Regions from separate parts of the Zea mays genome. Here regions 2 and 3 are each linked to region 1. Evidence: chromatin contacts called from public Hi-C data. All regions are on one chromosome and are shown on one strand. Each heading gives the region's core, a stretch centred on a gene start, on an enhancer-like site or on the middle of the called end of the contact. The rest is flanking DNA. Distances are from core to core; before and after follow the strand shown.

The links. Hi-C and Micro-C count contacts between places; a contact is called where the count stands out from the background.
Region 2: a Hi-C map of leaf shows a contact between it and region 1, with 6 times the contacts expected there. The contact joins the promoter of LOC100277440 here to the promoter of LOC100283546 in region 1. A contact is called at or near these places in 6 of 25 Hi-C or Micro-C datasets (bundle sheath, ear, endosperm and 2 more).
Region 3: a Hi-C map of leaf shows a contact between it and region 1, with 4 times the contacts expected there. The contact joins the promoter of LOC100285683 here to the promoter of LOC100283546 in region 1. A contact is called at or near these places in 2 of 25 Hi-C or Micro-C datasets (ear and leaf).

What each region holds. Positions count from the first base shown.
Region 1 is chr1:11,083,448-11,087,465 of Zm-B73-REFERENCE-NAM-5.0, reverse strand. It overlaps LOC100283546 (proteasome subunit alpha type 5), which reads left to right and starts at 2,037. Exons shown (of 9, transcript NM_001156446.1): 1 at 2,037-2,258; 2 at 2,379-2,460. The coding sequence starts at 2,245.
Region 2 is chr1:11,252,064-11,256,020 of Zm-B73-REFERENCE-NAM-5.0, reverse strand. It overlaps LOC100277440, which reads right to left and starts at 1,942. Exons shown (of 5, transcript NM_001367325.1): 1 at 1,535-1,942. The coding sequence starts at 1,799. It overlaps LOC103631732, which reads left to right and starts at 1,812. Exons shown (of 4, transcript XM_020540804.1): 1 at 1,812-1,940. The coding sequence starts at 1,812.
Region 3 is chr1:11,332,192-11,336,234 of Zm-B73-REFERENCE-NAM-5.0, reverse strand. LOC100285683 (appr-1-p processing enzyme family protein) reads left to right here and starts at 2,207. Exons shown (of 14, transcript NM_001158574.2): 1 at 2,207-2,776; 2 at 2,863-2,940; 3 at 3,034-3,089; 4 at 3,911-4,030. The coding sequence starts at 2,414.

The DNA of each region.
Region 1 (4,018 bases), core at 788-3,287:
TTTTTCACGAGCTGAGCTGACATCCTAGCTCGGTTCGTTAACGAGCCAGCTCGATTCGTTAACGAGCCAGCTCGCGAGCTAAACGAGCTACCATCTTCGAGCAAAACGAAACTATATACATACCATTTACAGAATAATTGATGAACATGTTATATATATGTGATGTGTCTATGGCCTATGAATTAAACTAATGATTAATGAACTATGTTTATGTGTTAATTTGGTCTATGCAAATATAATTATGGGTTAAACTGATGAACATGTATGTGAATTGTGAATTAATGAGTGATGAATTGTGCTAATTTGGTGTTACATTGACGTGGTTTGTGAAACTATGAGTATAATTACTAATTTCTATTGTTAAATTAGTTTAAAATTAACTAAAAATAATTATTATGTATATATTAATTTTTTTCTGCTCTGGCTCGCGAGCTAAACGAGCCAGCTCGAGCTCGTAAACGAGCCGAGCCGAGCTGACTCTGTGGCTCGTTACCTTAACGAGCCGAGCCGAGCTGGCTCGTTAGCTTAATGAGCCAGCTCGAACTCGGACGAGCCGAGCCGAGCTGGCTCGTTATCCACCCCTAATGACAGTGCTACTCTTCTTACAGTTTTGCTCTTTTAGTGGCACAAATAGATTGTCTGCCCCTTCAATTTCCACACCAGCTGTAGCAAGAATTGAAATGCATATAACAAATTTTCTTAGACTGACATTTCAGCTATGCATCTATCATCGTCTTTGTTGATGTGTATTAATTTTATTTTTTTTATCTTAGTTTCAGATGGAAAACCATAATCCATTACATTCTCAGATTGCTGAAGTGAAAATGGACATCTCAGCATCAGCTTCTGTTGCAGCAGGGAACAAATTTTGCAAGGGTGCTGCCTGTTATTTCTTTGATTCCAGTAACTCCTCGAAAGATGCCAAGGAGAGATCCATGTCCATGAGGAAGCTTATAATCACAGTTATCCTTTGCATCATATTCATGACGGTGGAAGTGGTCGGGGGGCATCAAAGCAAACAGTCTTGCCATCTTAACTGATGCGGCACACCTTCTTTCTGATGTGGCAGAATTTGCCATTATTGTAATTCTCTCTCTGCGCTGCTGGATGGGAAGCAACACCGCAACAGTCATATGGGTTCTTCTGGATTGAGATTCTTGGTGCCTTGGTCTCCATTCGGCTTATATGGCTACTTGTTGGCATACTGTTATATGAGGCTATTGTAAGGCTCATTAACGAGAGTGGCGATGTGCAGGGCTCCCTCATCTTTAACGAGAGTGGCGATGATTCGTGGGATTGCACGAGGGGGAGGACGGGCAGAACCACGGTGCACTTGTGAACGCCTACAATAGGGTCTTATAGAGTAGTAATAGATTTGTGAGTCGTCGCAACGCACAGACACCTAACTATAATATATATAGGTCTACATGATATTGATGGTTGCAATGTAGTTGTGAAACAGGTAGATTGAAATAACAAAATTTATATGTATAGGCAGGATCACCAATGGATTACAAAATCTTCTCATAACAATGTAACACATTTATATATAAGTTATAATGATATTATATGTTCCCGTTGCAACGCATGGGCACACATCTAGTAGAAGATTATGTACAATATATGTGTACCCGCATTGTATATAATATACACACATAAAAAATATATATGGGTAAACGGGTTAGCGGACACGGATACACTTTTTATACCTGCGAGAAAAAAAAACTTTGAGTTGAGAATCAAACTCGCATACTCCCTACGGTAATAAACCCATACATAAACTCGTAGTTTTTAAAATGTGACCGTGTGATCCTAGATTCCTAGTTCAGTGATCTCGAAGACTCGGACGAGGGACGGCATGGTCTGCGGTCCACCTGCTCGGCCCACCCGCGCTTTCCATGTTCTGTCACGGCCCAACTCCTCTCTGCAGCTAGGAGCCTAGGACCGTCTGCGGGGCACGTGGGACCCGCCTGAAATCTTCACGATGCGCCGTCTCCGTTAACATCTCGCCGTCATCACGTCTCTCTTTCAACTTCGTTCGCAAGAAGCTCAGAACAGAACCCATCAAAAGCGAGGCTGCGAGAGAGAGAGAGAGAGAGAGAGAGAGAGAGAGCGAGAGAGAGAGAGAGAGAGAGAGAGAGAGAGAGAGAGAGAGAGAGAGAGAGAGAGAGTGAGTGAGGGAGGCGCCGCCGCGCCGACGCCGAGTCCTTTCTCCATCCTGCATCTGCCGCTGTTTCCGACAGGATGTTTCTCACGAGGTACCCGATCCATCTGGTGTTCTGCTTTTCGTTTCTCTAAACCCTACCTCGATTCGTTCAGTCGGCGGCGCATCTGGTGTCTGATGCGGCTGAGATTTCTCTGCGTGCGAGTTCTTGCAGGACGGAGTACGACCGCGGGGTGAACACCTTCTCTCCGGAGGGGCGGCTGTTCCAGGTCGAGTACGCCATCGAGGCCATCAAGGTGAGATTTCTCTTGCGTCTCTGTTTGGGGGTCGTAGCTAGTGTCAGCCTAAATGCTAAACAGGACTGTTGGTCACATGTTTACATTCATGTAGAGAACCAAAACAGGGCAACACAATTAAAGTAATAAGGCCTTCCTTCCTTCAGTCTACCCCCTTATGGAGAGATAGATTAAAGGAAGAAGGACATTTGTGAATGCTTGATGAGCTTAACACATCTGAGACACCTTTTATTTATTTTTCCATAGTTGCAAATGGTTACAGAGATACCTTTTGAAACTCAGTCGACAATTCGAAGGTACAAACGTTATTTATCTTCAGAGGCTGAGTGATCCTGCAAAGAATGCTCTCTCCTCCAATGCATAACACTGTACCTCTATTTATAGACTTATAGTGGCAACCTGACGCATAGCCTCGTTTAAAACTACAATCATGTCCTTAAACCCTATACATACAAATTACGAAATCCACTAAGGGTATCTCCGTCATTTCCTCTTGTAACCGTGACGTGCATGCTGCTCAATTCCTCCTTCGTCTCCCTGTTGCTTGTTCCACGCACTAGAGAGTGCTTTGGCTAAATAATATTGTCGAAGCTTTCATCTGCTTTGGTGACAAAGATGACTGGTTATCCCTGAAACGAATCATTATATCATTAAAACTGGTTAGTTTTGTGGACCTTCGGCAGAGGCTCACCCCCAACAAGGACCTCACCCATTGGTTAGCCTTTAAACATCGATTTTGCATGGTGTCAATAATAAAAATGTAAAGATAAGTATTCTAGCAACTAGAGAATTATAAATAGTGACATAAAAAGACAAATGATGGACATAGCTGATACTACCCTTGTCCCTGGCATTCTAGGATTCGAATTTGTCCCACAAAACATGTCATCGTGGCACTTAGGCAGGCAGTGGGGGCATGTATAAATCAACCCTCCTCCACAGCCCTTTAATAATCAAACAACCCCTAAATAGGGGCATCCATGTTCATTTCACTTCTTCAATCTCTGAAATATCCTAGACCGTTTGCATGGCCATTTATGGCCTATTGGCCTAAACTGAATAGGTGTCCGTTGTTTACTGTTTAAATGCTGTTTAGGTGAACACTTGTAGGTAGAGGGCGAGGTGCTGGATTGAATCTGAGCAGCGAGGGTGCCAAGATGCCGACTGGCTGTGTGCGGGTTCACTGTGTGTCATCAGAAGTATATGTTTTTTTTTGTGTCGGGACGGGGCTAGATTTGGGGGTTTGACAGCTGTGTGAGTGCAGAAGCTGAAAGGGAGTAGGTGGGTTTCTTAGGATTAACAAATTACTTGGATTTATGAATGGAGAGTGTTATATGATGAAGTCTCAACTCTGGAGATGTCTCACTTGTTCTTACTAATTTAGGTTTGTGATTTGTAATGTTTTATGGTTGTGTGTCTTGTTAGAGCAACTCCAACAAGTCTCAATATCCAATTCCTAAACCATATAATAGGAAAAAAAGAAAAAGAAAACAGAGCTCCAATAGCTCCCTAGACCGGCACCCAATTGCTTCGCACACGTAAACTGGGCTTCTCCCTG
Region 2 (3,957 bases), core at 693-3,192, 170 kb before region 1:
TGGTGATGCAGGCTAAGATACGAACAAAAGATATTGTCTGATTGGCATGAATTATGGTGTATGCTGTAGATAGATGGTGATATCATGGAAATCTGGCCTGCAATACACATCCACAACTGAATCCTCACGCTGCTGGACATAGCCATATGAAGCCTTAATTCATGTTTATGATTCATATTTATCCAACCTGATCATTAGCGTAGGCCCTCCACCCCCAATTGCTTAGGGCTGCAAGGAGACCCATTCTCGCAGACACAGCTAATTCTCCACCATGTAGGGCAGGTAGAATGACAAAGCAGCACCTAAAACACACTTACAGACATTCTTTCATTCAAAAATAGATCTAGCATATGAAACCTGTGCTAGAAGGAACCCACCAACTAAGTGTTCAATTATGAATTATGCACATACAATAAGTTGAAAACATATTGAATACAGATTGTCTGTATTTTGGGATTCTTCACTCTTTCAGATAGCACAAACGCCCATGCAACGCTCAAAGTCTCTGCCCAAGAGAGCAGATCAGCAGTTAAGTAATATCTTCCAGTAAGGGAAAAACTGACTCTGGAACAGTATTTCTTCATTTACAGAGTTGATATTACATTAATACATTTATTTGTAGTCCTTACCTGATTTGTGAATACAACCAACAGTAAACCACTGTACAGTTACATGGTCAGGACTCAGGAACTAGATCAAGTGAATAAAAACAGAGGATGATTTTTTACCCTGCATTTCCAAGTAAATTTACACATTCACTAAAACCAAATGGTTAAATTTCACATGGTTAGCCAAAAGAGTTCAAGAGGCATGTGCTGGCATGGGTGTAACTTAGGGTCCGTTTGGTTGGGAGCCACGGGAGCGAAGCCGTCCATTCCAGATTTCGAGAGTGGAGCGGCTCCATTCCACATTCTAAGAGTGGATTGGAATCGTTCCATTTTCTGGTTGGGCCCACTGTAAAGAGAGAGGGAGAAGTAGAACGGTGAGATTCCACCAATCTTTTCGAGCGAGCTCGTCCCGAATCTGATGAAAATATTCCCGATTTAGAATCGCTCCGCTCCATCCCGCTCCGTTCACTAAAATAGAGCGGCTCCATTCCACCTTGCTCCCCAACCAAACGGACCTTTAAAGTGTCCCGCTGGAGTCAAATCTCCTCTAAAATCTCTAGAAACTCTGACAGCATAGCATTAATCTAACAAGAGAAAAATCTAAAAGGTGAACTGTAGATAAATGTAAGCAATCCTAAGCAGAATTGTAAACTAAAGAGCACCACAGCACAAATATCTATCTGTCTACCCGCAGGGTGAACAATGTCCATAATAAACAACACTGCCAACTCCATTCGGGGGCCTAGAGTCGGGGAAACGTAACCAAATCCACACCAAAATCCTCATTCTTCTAGGTACGTACATGAGGCCTCGAAATGGCGCCACGACCACAAACTACCTCGCGATCCCTGATCTATAAACCCTAGCGCGAGATTCCATTCAAACGGGGCAAGCAAAGAGTGCAGACGACAAGCGCGTGGGTTTACCGTATCCGACAACGGCGCCGACGAGGGATCCCGCGGCGGACTCCCAGGCGAAGCGGAGGAGGCACACCCCGGGGGCCGCGGTGGCCGCGGCCAGCGGGCTCGGGTTCCGCGACACCGCGAGGCGAGTCAGGATCGGGTTAGTGGTGGCGCCGGGGCGGCGAGCACTAATCCCCTGCGGAGGAGACTCGTCGGTGTCCGACTCCGTGGCGTCTCCGTCGGAGAAGGGCTCGTCCTCCGGCCTTGGGTCGCCGCCGCCGCCCACCATGGCCGCCGCGTTATGGTGTTCGTGTTCGTGTTCGCGCTCGTGCGCCTAGCGCGCGGCTCGTCACGATGGCCTGGTGCCCTGGTGGGTGGCTGGGTGCACGGCCACCGCGCACTGTCCGTGTGCCGCACAGCCTGCGTGCGAGTGAGGTGGGCCACTAGCGACACGTGCACTAGTAGGATCCTCTGTGACTAACCGTCTAATTGGTTGCCCGTATCATCACATCTTGGACTACCACGTGTATCTGATATTAGGCTGTCTTCAACAGTTATCATATCTCATCTCTTATTTTAAAATTCACTCTATAAATAGTGTAATTTACAGTAAAAATATATTATTTTACACGATCTTTTGTGGACAGCCTTATTTTAGACTGTGTATTTAGTTTCTAGAAGTAGAATCCCAAAATCCAAAGTGGGATAGATATTAAGAGACATATAGATACGAGCATTTGTTGAAACTAAACCCAGGTTCAACAATGTTACACTCAGCTTTTTTGGTGTAGTTGTGGCTACGGCTGAATTTTTTTAACCTAACGTTGCTATAGGTTGAACTGCAATACAGACAGTTGCAGTCGTTTTTAGCTAAAACGACCAACTTCACTATTTCCAACAGTGTCCTCCTAAATTTTATCCTTTACCCAAATATTCTCCATTATTTATAGTATCCTCTAAAAAATTCCATCCTCTATATATTCAATATCTCCAACTATGCACTCTAAATTTCGTCATACCATACAATGGATGAGACTGAGAAGGCTCATTTATTGCCGATGTGCTTAATGATTTCGTCCCTGTTGCAGCCTCGTGAAACGTAAAACTAGGGGCGCTCGATTTCTTGAAAGCGCGTGTGAGTTTTTTTAACGATTCTTCCATCCCCTTAGGTATTGGTTTAAGTCGCCCCTCTATTAATTTATATACTTTCTAAAGGATTAGACGTCCCCCGTGGTACTTACAGCTATGGCTTGAGGCGAAGGCACTAGGGAAAGCAAGGCTTATCTCCCCTCTTGTCTTGCGATCTTTTGGTGGCGGTTCACTGTGAGGCCTTGTTCGCTTAGGCTGGGAACAGTCTGGATTGGAAAGAAACCCACTTGGATTGGACCCCCATGGATGAAATCCCGGCCCACCTAGTAGCAGTGTTCGTTTAAACCCGCTCGGGCGTGAACCCCAGCCCACCCCGGCCGTTTCCACCTCAGCCCGACCGGGATACAGACCTCGTCCCTTCGGTGTGGAAAGAACCCTCGCCTCTCGTTGGCGGCGCGCGAGGCAGCTCCAGCGGGCTTCGAGACGGATCTGCAGCGGGCTTCGAGACGGAGGCGCTCCGGCAGCTGCAGCGGGCTTCGAGACGGAGGCGCTCCGGTAGCTATGGCGACGTAGACGGAGGCGCTCCGGAAGCTGGTACGGGACGAAGGCGACTACGACACGATCTGGCGGTGGCTTCTTCACCTGCTGACCAGCGTCTCGTGGATCCCTTCGGTGGCTACTTCTCGCCGGTACTCACGCCTTTCTCCTCCACCTCCTCATCAAACTCCTCTAATTCCTCTATCAATTTATCGATCTTCAATTTATCGATCTTCACAACAGTAGCTAGTATGGATCTGTCTGCCCATACAGATGGTTGCTACGATCTGCTGGGTCTATTGCCAACACGCAGGGCTCTGCATGTAGCTAGTATGGATCTTCACGAAGGGCTCTGCATGTATCAAGAGGATGGATGGCTCGCGAAGAAAAAAACACGCAGGGAACAGCTGGAACGCGCCATTTCGTGATAGCGCTTTCTGAACTTTTTGCAGGGAACAGGATGGCCTAAGTTTAGTCCGTGTCTTAATTAAATGTTTAAATATCAATTAAAAATATTAATGGGTTTGCTTTGCCAACAAACAATGGTCGTTTCGCTTTGATCTTGGATTAGAACACTTGTTCTTCAGTAGTAGTTATTTGATGATGACAGTAAATGCAGATCTGATATGAGAAGAAGGGATGACATAAATTTAAGATATTATGAATCGAACAGTAGTAGTTATTTGTTTGTATGGACAACGGCTTCAACGAGGCGGCACTGGAGAGCATCATTTAGGCTCTATTTGCTTTCAAGTTTCTGTTTTTGTCTAAATTTCTGCACTCCAAAACATTTTCTTCCAAGTTTCTGTTTGGGACCATCT
Region 3 (4,043 bases), core at 958-3,457, 250 kb before region 1:
AGTCTAGCTCTCTACTCAATTTGTTGCACTTGGGACTCTTTGATCACTTGGATGTGTTGCTCTTGTGTATGCACATGTTTGCTTAGCTCTTGGATGTCTAACACACTATTCCATCGTTTCCACGTCGGTGCGTGTCACACACGAAGCATGTAGATTTGTTCCTCTTCTTCGTGTCTCGCCTAACAAACTGAGGGGGTAATGATGCTGACATATGAATACACCTTATCTCTCGCTAGAGACAAACATCACATTATAAACCCCCACCCCAAGCTAGCTCCCTCGTCGTGCCCACCCTTCTTCCTCACTCCCACCAGTCATGTGCCCGCTTCATTCCCTCCACTCCCTCCTCGCGTCTCCCTCTCTCGCCCTCTCCGCAGATCCACACCAAGCGATCGCCAATTCGTCGTAGTGTCTTGATAGTGATTGAATCCACGACGTAATAGGGCAACTAGGGAACCTAGGTCAAAGGATTACATGAAGCTCACTTGTTGATCTAGGCGATGGTGTCGGTGAAGAAGATGATGGAGGTGTCGTATAGGCCCTTGAGTGTGTAGTCCTGCGTAAGCTTGATGTGGTCCTACATCCCCATGAGAGAATTCACCATTTCCGCCGCCACAACGCATGGACACTATAATAGTTTATGCATGCAAAAAGTATAAGGAGTAACATATACACATATATAAAATATATATTGGTGTGTATCGTTTGGTTCCTATTTTGGTTATTGATTCAGATAGGGAATTGTAATGTGTGCTGTCACAACGCATGGACACTATAATAGTTTATGAGACATGAGAATGATATAATTTTTAGGTGAAAAGAAATTTTCCACCGATTATATTAGCGAAAGTTTAGGCATTTGAAACGCCGTTTCAAGTGATGGAAAGTGTATTTATACGATTATGGCTACAATGGATTTAAAATTTATTACAAAATTGGGACATTGACACGATAACACACCAACAAGTCCATTTCAGTGGGTGATAATAAAAATCCACTAAGGATGGCAAGAATGTGGAACACACAAAACAGAACAGAGCCCACCTATTCAATCTAGCTAGCACTGGCGACATCAGTAAACACAAATGTACTCAACGAAACGTACCCAATCCTACAAGGCTAACCCTATACATGTATATTTGGACCGTGTCTAACGGGCTGGCCAAAAGCATGAAATTGGAGGCACGACCTAAGTCTGACACGACCTAGATTAATCGTGGGCCTAGACTGACACAACATAATGTGTGCGTCGTGTTTGAGCCTCAACTCGAGCACACAGATTGATCTGGCATGGCCATTTATATAGGGTCTATCAAAGCCCACAAAATATTAAATATTTCTGAGCTGGTTGTACTCTTTTTTTTCTTTTGACCAAAGGTTTTTAACGAGGCACCTACAAAACAACCCAGTTTTATTTTGATCATATATAACCTATACTTCTAGAGCTAATAATTAGCTGTTAAAATAAGCTATAAAAATTCGAAACACCTCTGGTTAATACCTCAGTTAACTGTTAGTTAACTCACAACTAACATTTAGTTCATTAGTCGTCTCAATCTAGCTAACAATTTATTAGCTAGATTACTATCAGCTACATGGTTCCAAACATACCCTAAATTTTATAGCTATAAAATTTAAGGACCAAATTCTATTAGGATTGGGCTATCTATTTATTTTAAACTAAAATTAATTAATTAAGAGCTCAAACGGATCGTGAAGAAACATTTGGATTGTCCATTTTAATGTGGAAGATCACGATGATGATGAAAATCGTGCAACCGTGGAAACTTATCTTCCCTACTGTTATTAAACGTTTTTTTCTAATTTTTATCGTCGTTTATTTTGCAAAAAAAAGTCCTTATACTTTTTCTACTCGAACTCACAAGACCTAGGTCGTTACCTCTCAGATGGCTCGTGAGAAAACATCAAACCCAATACGACACGAAGCCATCCACAGGATAGTGCTCCCAAACAGGACTAGAAGTCGAGTCTCCTTTTCAACTTATATCTTTCTCAGTCTTTAGCTAAGATAAACTATATTATCTATAATTTAATATAGGTTTGTTTTAGCTAAAATAAAGTGTATTATCTGTAGTTTAATATATGTTTGAGCCGTATGCCTCTAATTTTAATTTTTTTTTGTGTAGGTCACTTTAATTTTAAATTATTTTTTGGACCAAGACGCTACTTGAATCTACAATTTCTGCAGACAGGAACAATTATTGAGAAATTTAATTGTACTCATCTATCTAATCTACTTTCTCTCTCCTCCCCCGTCCCGTCGCTTCGATCCCCCGAGCTTCGCTCACACCGGTCACCTCCGCCTCCTCCCGCTTCGCGCGCATCTCCTTCTATCGCTCCAGCCTCCAGCACACGTCCTCCATGCCCTCGCGGTTCTGATCCGGCCATAGCCATGCAGCACCGCTCGCCGGAGGCGGCTTCGGCATCCGCCTCCCCGACGGCCGCGGCGGTGGAGGCCATGGCGCCGGGCGTCGGCGGGGTTGAGCCGGCCGTGACGCTCGACCAGGTTCCGCGCTGGAGCGACCCGGACCAGCGCATCTCCCTGCTGTCCCCCACCGCCGCCGGATCCGAGACCCCGGCCTCGTCCTTCCTCTCCTTCTCCGACCCGCTCACCGGCGACGACGCGGCCGCGGGGGCCGGGGGCCGTGGCGCGTCGCGGTTCCCCGTCGATTACGAGATCAACTCGAAGATCTACCTCTGGCGAGGCCATCCGTGGAACCTCGAGGTCGACGCCGTCGTCAACTCCACCAACGAGGTCGGGATTCTCTCCTCGGTTGTTCAATCAAGCTATGAAATGCTTCAATCGAGATACTGATGGCCATTACTTCTGAGGTTGTGTAGAACTTGGACGAAGCTCATAGCAGTCCTGGGCTCCACGCTGCTGCAGGTTCGGGGCTCGCCGAGGAGTGCGCCACCCTGGTACTGTTTAACGCTGGATGTGCTTCCTAATTCGGCTGCTAAAATGGGGATTGTAAGGTGGCTTTTCGTTTGTGACTGGTCTGCACTCTGCAGGGTGGCTGCCGCACTGGGATGGCTAAGATGACAAATGCTTATGATTTGCCTGCCAGGTATGTCATTTTATTTGATTGGTGGCTGGTGGCTTTAGATGTTGCATCAGATTACATACTACTGATGGCTTTGTAGTGTCCACCAACAACATTGTTTTCTGGTAATTGTAATTTGTAATGCTGAATAAGCATGAGCCCCTTTAGGTGATACAGGACCCCCCCACCCACAGGCAAAGGTCATGATATTGCTGATTTCAAATAGTATGGATTTTGGGCACTTCTGTAATAAGTTACAAATTACAACTTGCCAGTGAAAATCTTAATTGTCACGGTTAGCTAGATTAATTCGCTTTACCAAAATTTTGACATGAGATCTAGTCTTGCTTACAAAACACACAAGGCACACTTGTCGCAGACAGAGTGAGGGAAGTTTGCGAGTCATTTCCCCCTACTTCGATCATTAGCTTTTGGTTGTAAAAGAACCATGCATATGCGATGCGCATATTTCATTATAGGTATATCTGTGGTGATTATATAGGAGTGAAATAAGTGATTATAGTGTTATAGCCTCTAATTTAGGTGATGTGATGGTAATTTCAGAGCATGTTTATTTCTTACTAATTGTCTGAGGAAGATATGAACCATTATGTGCTTCTGGATTGACCTTCATACAATAAGGCTATTATTTTCTTCTGGCATATGCTTAAGTAGTTAAGTTTATTCCTGAAAGACCTATTGCAGGTAACTATGGGTGACTAGTTTAAACTTATAAAATTCATTTGTTTGAACCTTGATATTTGAGAATCATTTGCTTGAAACATATCACATCAGAACTTTAATGCTCAACGTTAAGCTCAAAAGTTAATTATCTGGTTATGTAGGAAGGTCATCCATACTGTGGGCCCAAAATATGCTGTAAAGTATCACACAGCTGCAGAGAATGCGCTTAGCCACTGCTACAGGTCTTGTCTAGAACTGCTCATTGAGAATGGCCTTGAAAGGTACTCCTATTTA